2 separate regions of the Sus scrofa genome follow, and region 1 is linked to region 2. A link is a contact called in public Hi-C data. All regions are on one chromosome and are shown on one strand. The core of a region is the stretch at or near the end of the contact, and the rest is flanking DNA. Distances in the headings are between cores, read along the strand shown. Region 1 overlaps TOP1 (DNA topoisomerase 1). Region 2 has its middle 39 kb from the start of TOP1.

Region 1 (2,923 bases), core at 304-2,803, 100 kb before region 2:
GAAGAGCCAGTAGGAAGGACATGTAGGTATTCCTGTTGGACAGAACTCTATTTGATATAGTAAATGACCAATGACAAAAAAAAATTAGACAACTTTTAATACAATAAAATCCATAAAACTCAAATTTTACCTCAGGGAATTTTGTCATAAAATTATAATTTATTACTTAGTAGTTGACCAACTGCTAGGAAACTAATTCATGGGCTACAATACCTTTCTCCAGTCTTTAAAGAAATTTTTCCTAAATATTTCTTTAGTAGTATATTCATGGTCGAGCATTTTTGCAAAGAACGTAGCTACTTCTTCTGCTTTGGGGCTCAGCTTCATGACTTTACCTAAAGAAAAAATGTTTCCAAAGAATGAGGTATAGTATTCATGTTCTGAATATAAATTCTGAAGCTCTGGAGACATCTTTAATAATGGTTTACCTTCCCAAAGTATATATATAAAGGTCTGGTAACACGTGGTAACAATGACAACAAAGACAGTAAACTGATTTATATCTACGTGTATGATTCTCCTTCTCTTTAGCAGATATTTACCTGGGTCATTCTCTGGAGACTATGCCAGTAAACTGTTCCCAGGAGCCTGCTCAGGACAGGGATGACCTGGGGGAGGCCCAGTCACTCTTCCTTTTCCTTTCAGCAAGCAGGGTCCTTTACACCTCTTCAATGGTTTTTAAAAATCAAATCCTCAGAGGGACTCCTGCCACTGCTAAGCTAAACAGCTTCTGTTCAAGAAGGGGAGGAAGGGATAGGGCAGGGAGTGGAAGAAAGGAATTGTGGGGAAAAGAAATAGGCATCTTTCTTCTTTAAAGTTAGGTGGGTGGAATATGAATAAAAAGTATATATTCATAGCAGGCAAGCCAGATATCCCATATGAAAAGTCTAGATAAGACCTTCCTCTAGAACCCTGCTACTCAAAGTATGGTTCATGGACCAGCAGTATTGACATCACATGGGGGTTTATTAGAAATGCAAAATCTCAGGCCCCACCCCAGACCTACTGAACCAGAAAGTGCCTTTTTTTTTTTTGGCCGTGCCCACGGCATGCGCAAGTTCCCAGGCCAGGGATTGAACCCATCCCATAGCAGTGACCCAAACCACTACAGTGACACACCAGATCCTTAACCCACTGCACTACAGGAGAACTCCCAGAAAGCGCATTTTAATGAGACCCCCCCAGGTAGCTCGTGTACACAGAGTTTGAGATGCTCTCTGCAACACAGGCTTTATCAGGTTGCCCCTTTCAGGGAAATGGGACTCATCTAAAACAAAGGGATGACTGGGCTTCTTGGCATTGTACATGTTTCTCCACTGTCTTACTATTACACAGGTACTAATTCACCAAAGATTTCACATTTATTATATAAAAGTAAAATTAACCAGAAATGCATTCATTTCAAAACTGAGAAGAACGGCTGGAAAGTTATCACTCTAATTATAGGGATATCAGGAACTAAAGACTCAAACTGAAGTTTTAGGGTAGACAGAAAGACCCTGTTTGAAATGCATTACTTTAAAAGGCCAACAGGTGGCGCTGCTTCCCCTCTCAACCTTCCAGCTCCTTCCAAAAAGGACACCATGGGGAGGAAGGGCTGGCTTTAAAGAGTTTCTTGCACTTCTTCAGAATTACCCCACTCAAGTCCGAATCGGTGTTGCCAGTTAAGTTGTAACATGCTTCTAACATAAAGGAAAACATTAAGTCACCAAGAATAAAATACATAAAGGCAAGAAAGAATGCAAACTACTTTGGGGTATGTTAAACTAAATATAAACAATATTTTAAAAAAGGAGTTCCCATCGTGGCTCAGTGGAAACGACTCTGACTAGGAACCATGAGGTTTTGGGTTCGATCCCTGGCCTTGCTCAGTGGGTTAAGGATCCCGTGTTGGTTGTGAGCCGTAGTCTAACACGGCTCAGATCTGATGTTGCTGTGCCTGTGGCATAGGCCGGCAGCTGTAGCTCTGACTGGATCCCTAGCCTGGGAACCTCCATATGCCGTGAATGTGGTCCTGAAAAGCCAAAAAAAAAAAAAAGAGAGAGAGAGAGACTCTTCAGGAAATTTTACTGAATTCTATCCCAATAGAGAAAGTACTTTTGATGCCTCCCATTTAAGATGAGCTGTCAAAGATGAAATGACAGCTCCCAGCAGTGGAAGGGTAGGAGGATAACTAGAAAGTTCCCGGCAATGGCAGTGTTTTGTGGAAAAGGCTGAATTCCAGGAAGAAACTGCTGAGTCAGAGCTGAAAATTGGAGGTTCTTGGAGGCCATTCACTGCTTCAGCCAGCTCGTGCCCCACATCTCCCTAAAAGGCACTAAGGAGTCTGAAGATTCTCTTCCCTAGAAAAGAGGCAGAACTGACAGTATCAACTTAGACTAAGTCAGATACAACTTCTTGACTTACTGCAGTCAATAATTAGTTTACCTAATTAAAGGGAAGAAACCCCAGAAAGATCAAATGAAAAAAATGCAAGAGCCCTAGAGCTAGAGTTCATATAATGGAACAAGAATGGAGCTCATACGATGGGCAAGAATGTGGGAAGGGACCATGGTGAGTAGCTCAAGTCTCGGCTTTCCACCTCAGAAAATAAAGAGAAACCAAAGGCTAAGGAAAGGAATCTAGCTTTCCTTCAAATAACTTTGGATCCCACAGTTAGTCTTTACCAGACTAGGGCTACAGAATACCACATTTCTTTCTATGATTAGCTAAGGTTCTTTCTCACCACTGGAGTTTTGGCTTTGAGTCACATTTTTACTGTCTCCAGGAATTACCCACTCTGAGGGCTGACAGTAGAGCTCTACTCTGTCCTGTGCTCTCCAATCAACTCAAGTCAGAATGTTTACATGATGCAAGCATTTGTCATGGAGGCTATAAGGTCCTGCTAGACTGCACACTCCATGGGAACAGGGATTTATTAGTT
Region 2 (3,156 bases), core at 439-2,938:
GGCCTTTTCCCCATCTGGCTAAGTATATTCAACAACATAAAGAAAAGAAGTGTCCTGGGGGCTGGGGTTTGGTCTGGCAGAGCCTGGAACCAGGAGAACCCCTCCGGGTGTATACTGAGGACAGAGCAAGGTCAAAACCAGTGGACTTTGGTATCCTACCCTGATGGAGTAGATCTGGCCATCCTACCCTGATGCCACTGAATCCACTTCTGCTGGCTCTGATCCATTGGTGGGGTTCTGGGGAGGCGGCGGGGTGGGGGGGTGCTTTGCTCACAGAGAGAGGCTGTACTGGTCTGGCCAGTGAGAGGATGCTGACCCGCACTGATCACTGCATGTTCAAAGCAGACCCCCTTGTGCTCTGATGATAATATCAAATGGTCATTAACCTACTGTGTGCTGGTACTTTGATGGGTTAACTCACGGACTTCTCACTAGAACTGCATGAAGCCGGTTCTGCCGGGCTCCGGGCTGTGGACTTTGGAGTGGCCAGCCATCCCTGGGGTTTGGTCACCCATTCGTGGCTTTCTGCCAAGAGAGCCCTGGAGTGCCCCCAAGTCAGGATCGTACCCACTTCCATCCCTCTTTCCCAATGTCTGCAGCTGGGGTTCCTAAGAGCTGCCTTGAGTCCTTCTGGAACAACATGGAGATAAATAAACAAATAGACAATTAATTTAAAATCTGAATGCAGGGGTTCCTGCTGTGGCGCAGCGGGTTAAGAATCCCACTGTGATGGCTCAGGTCATTGTGGAGGTGTGGGTTTCATCCCTGACCCGGCAGAGTGGGTTAAAGGATCCGGTGTTGCCTCAGCTGCAGCTCGGATTCAATCCCTGGCCCAGGAACTTCCATAGGCTGCAGGTGCAGCCATTTAAAAAAAAAAAATTTGACTGCTGACTGGCCACAAACTGGTCCTCTAATCCTAACTGCAGACTAAACTAGCTCTCTCCACCCCCTAACCTCTGACCCTGGCCCCATCCTGACCCCTAATCCTACACTGACTGAGTCCTAAACTTAAACTTCTCTCAGTCACAGGAATAACTCGCTGAGGGCTCAGTTCATGTCACACCCTATTCTAAAGGTTTTACATTTATTAGCAGGTTCAGTCTCCTCAATGACCCTGAGGACAGGCATTATTATAACTCCCATTTTAGAGCAAAAGGTGATATGCTTTTTTCTTTTTGGGAGTTCTGGGACCAAGAATTGAACCTGCATCACAGCAATGACCTGAGCCGCTGCAGTGACAATGCTGGATCTTTAAGCCTGCTGTGCCCCCAGGGGAACCCCAAAGATGATATATTTTTAAAGTATTGATTAAAATGATATATTAAATTCATTCACTTATTCATTCAACAAACATATGTTGTGCCTCTGCTTTCTACCTGGCTGAGTGTCAAATGCTGGGGTGACAGAAACCAGGGCAGACCAAGGAGGGCCCGAGCCTGCAGAGCTTCTTCCTCGTTGCACCCCCCCTGCAAGATGGGGTGGGGAGCAAGGCAGGGGAGCAAGCTGACCTCTTAGTTTCAGGCCAGGACCCTTTCCTAGAACCACCCTCCTCTCCAGGGGACAGAACACTCTGGGAGGTGTTGAGAAACAGAAGCGAAATTTCATCAGATGGTCAGGTGAGGTCAAAGGCATTTCCATGTCCAGAGTCTGAGGAGAGATAAGCTATGTGGGCACAGCTTCTGAGAACACCATATGGGCCCTGCACACATGGGTGTGATGCGACCACACCCAGCTGGGTACCAAGACCCACAAATGTCCCTTACACATGCCCCCGGTGTCACTCCCACACACGGCAGGTGGATTCACAGCCAGGCTGTTTGAACTCAGCTGTTTGTCCAGCGACCAACTCCGCAGGTGTCAGCAACTGTCAAAAGAACAGATGAATCTCACTCGGGTTTCAGCCCAGCTGGTGGTTTAGCAGCTGGGTGGCTTTGGGCACACTGCGTTCCTCTCTGAGCTGTCTCTTTGTCATCCAACGAAAGGGAACAATGAGACCTACTAGGGTGGTTCATTCATTGTCATTTCAGTCTTTTTTAAGAAAATCTTTATTGTAAAGTAAAACCACACGAAATAAATATATAGCCTAATGAATCATCTTATGGTAAATATCTTTGTAACTATTTCCCAAGGTAATAAGTAGAAATTTGCAAGCTCAATCTACCCCATTTGTCTCCAGGTGGCCCTTTCCAATCGCATTCCCCTCCTATGAACAAGCAGTCTGACTTTTGTTTGTTTGTTTGTTTTGTCTTTTTGCCTTTTCTAGGGCCGCTCCCGAGGCATATGGAGGTTCCCAGGCTAGGGGTCGAATTGGAACTGTAGTCGCCCGGCCTACACCAGAGCTACAGCAACTCGGGATCCGAGCCGTGTCTGCAACCTACACCACAGCTCACGGCAATGCTGGGTCCTTAACCCACTGAGCAAGGCCGGGGATCGAACCTGCAACCTCATGGCTCCTAGTCGGATTAGTTCGTTAACCACTGCACCACAACGGGAACTCCAGCAGTCTGACTTTTATAGTAATCATTTTCTTGCAATATTTTACCACTTAAGTGTGTATCCCCAGATACTGTTTAGACTTGCCCGTTAAAAAAAGACACATAGGAGCTCCTGTTGTGGCTCAGCTGGTTAAGAGCCCGGCCAGTATCCTTGAGGATGTGGGTTCAATCCCTGGCCTCGCCTAGTGGGTTAAGGGATCTGGCGTTGCCACAAGCTGCAGGGTAGGTTTCAGATGAGGCTCAGATCTGCCACTGCTGTGGCTGTGGCATAAGCTGGCAGCTGCAGCTCTGATTCAGCCCCTGACCTGGGAACCTTCATATGCCACAGATGTGGCTCTAAAAAGACAAAAAAAGGGTACATCTTTAATGTCTCCCTTTCAATCTAGAGGTGTCACTTGACCCTTTCTTTTCCTTACAAGCTATTTGTTGAGGGAACACCATTTGGCCCATAGAGTTTCCCAGTCTGGATTTTGCTGATCTTACCACATGGTGCTGTTCGGCATGTTCCTCTGTCCTCTGCTTGCTGGATGTTGGCGCTGGCTCTAGAGGCTTGGTCAGACCTGGGTTTAATCCCTTCAGCTGGCTTGTGTGGGCGTGTGTGCTTTCATCTCGTGCCTGGCTCATGCTGTTGGGTGGTTTCCCTTTCTATTTTAGCAGCTGT

The links. Hi-C and Micro-C count contacts between places; a contact is called where the count stands out from the background.
Region 1: a Hi-C map of fetal liver shows a contact between it and region 2, with 1.9 times the contacts expected there. The contact joins two enhancer-like sites. A contact is called at or near these places in 3 of 5 promoter capture datasets (fetal liver, liver and skeletal muscle), 32 of 47 Hi-C or Micro-C datasets (adipose tissue, alveolar macrophages, blood and 16 more) and 2 of 2 datasets of contacts at active chromatin or transcription factors (alveolar macrophages and skeletal muscle).

The regions. Positions count from the first base shown.
Region 1 is chr17:43,770,986-43,773,908 of Sscrofa11.1, reverse strand. TOP1 (DNA topoisomerase 1) reads right to left here. Exons shown (of 21, transcript XM_021078395.1): 10 at 214-335. Among named protein-coding and RNA genes, the nearest start is that of PLCG1, 38 kb to the left of the region's middle. Within about 2 kb of position 1,553, at least 6 of the 83 cell types and tissues checked have an H3K27ac peak or open chromatin away from gene starts, as enhancers often do. A contact at or near this core is called in fetal liver, where this site is marked.
Region 2 is chr17:43,669,408-43,672,563 of Sscrofa11.1, reverse strand. No RefSeq gene overlaps it. Among named protein-coding and RNA genes, the nearest start is that of TOP1, 39 kb to the left of the region's middle. Within about 2 kb of position 1,688, at least 2 of the 83 cell types and tissues checked have an H3K27ac peak or open chromatin away from gene starts, as enhancers often do. A contact at or near this core is called in fetal liver, where this site is marked.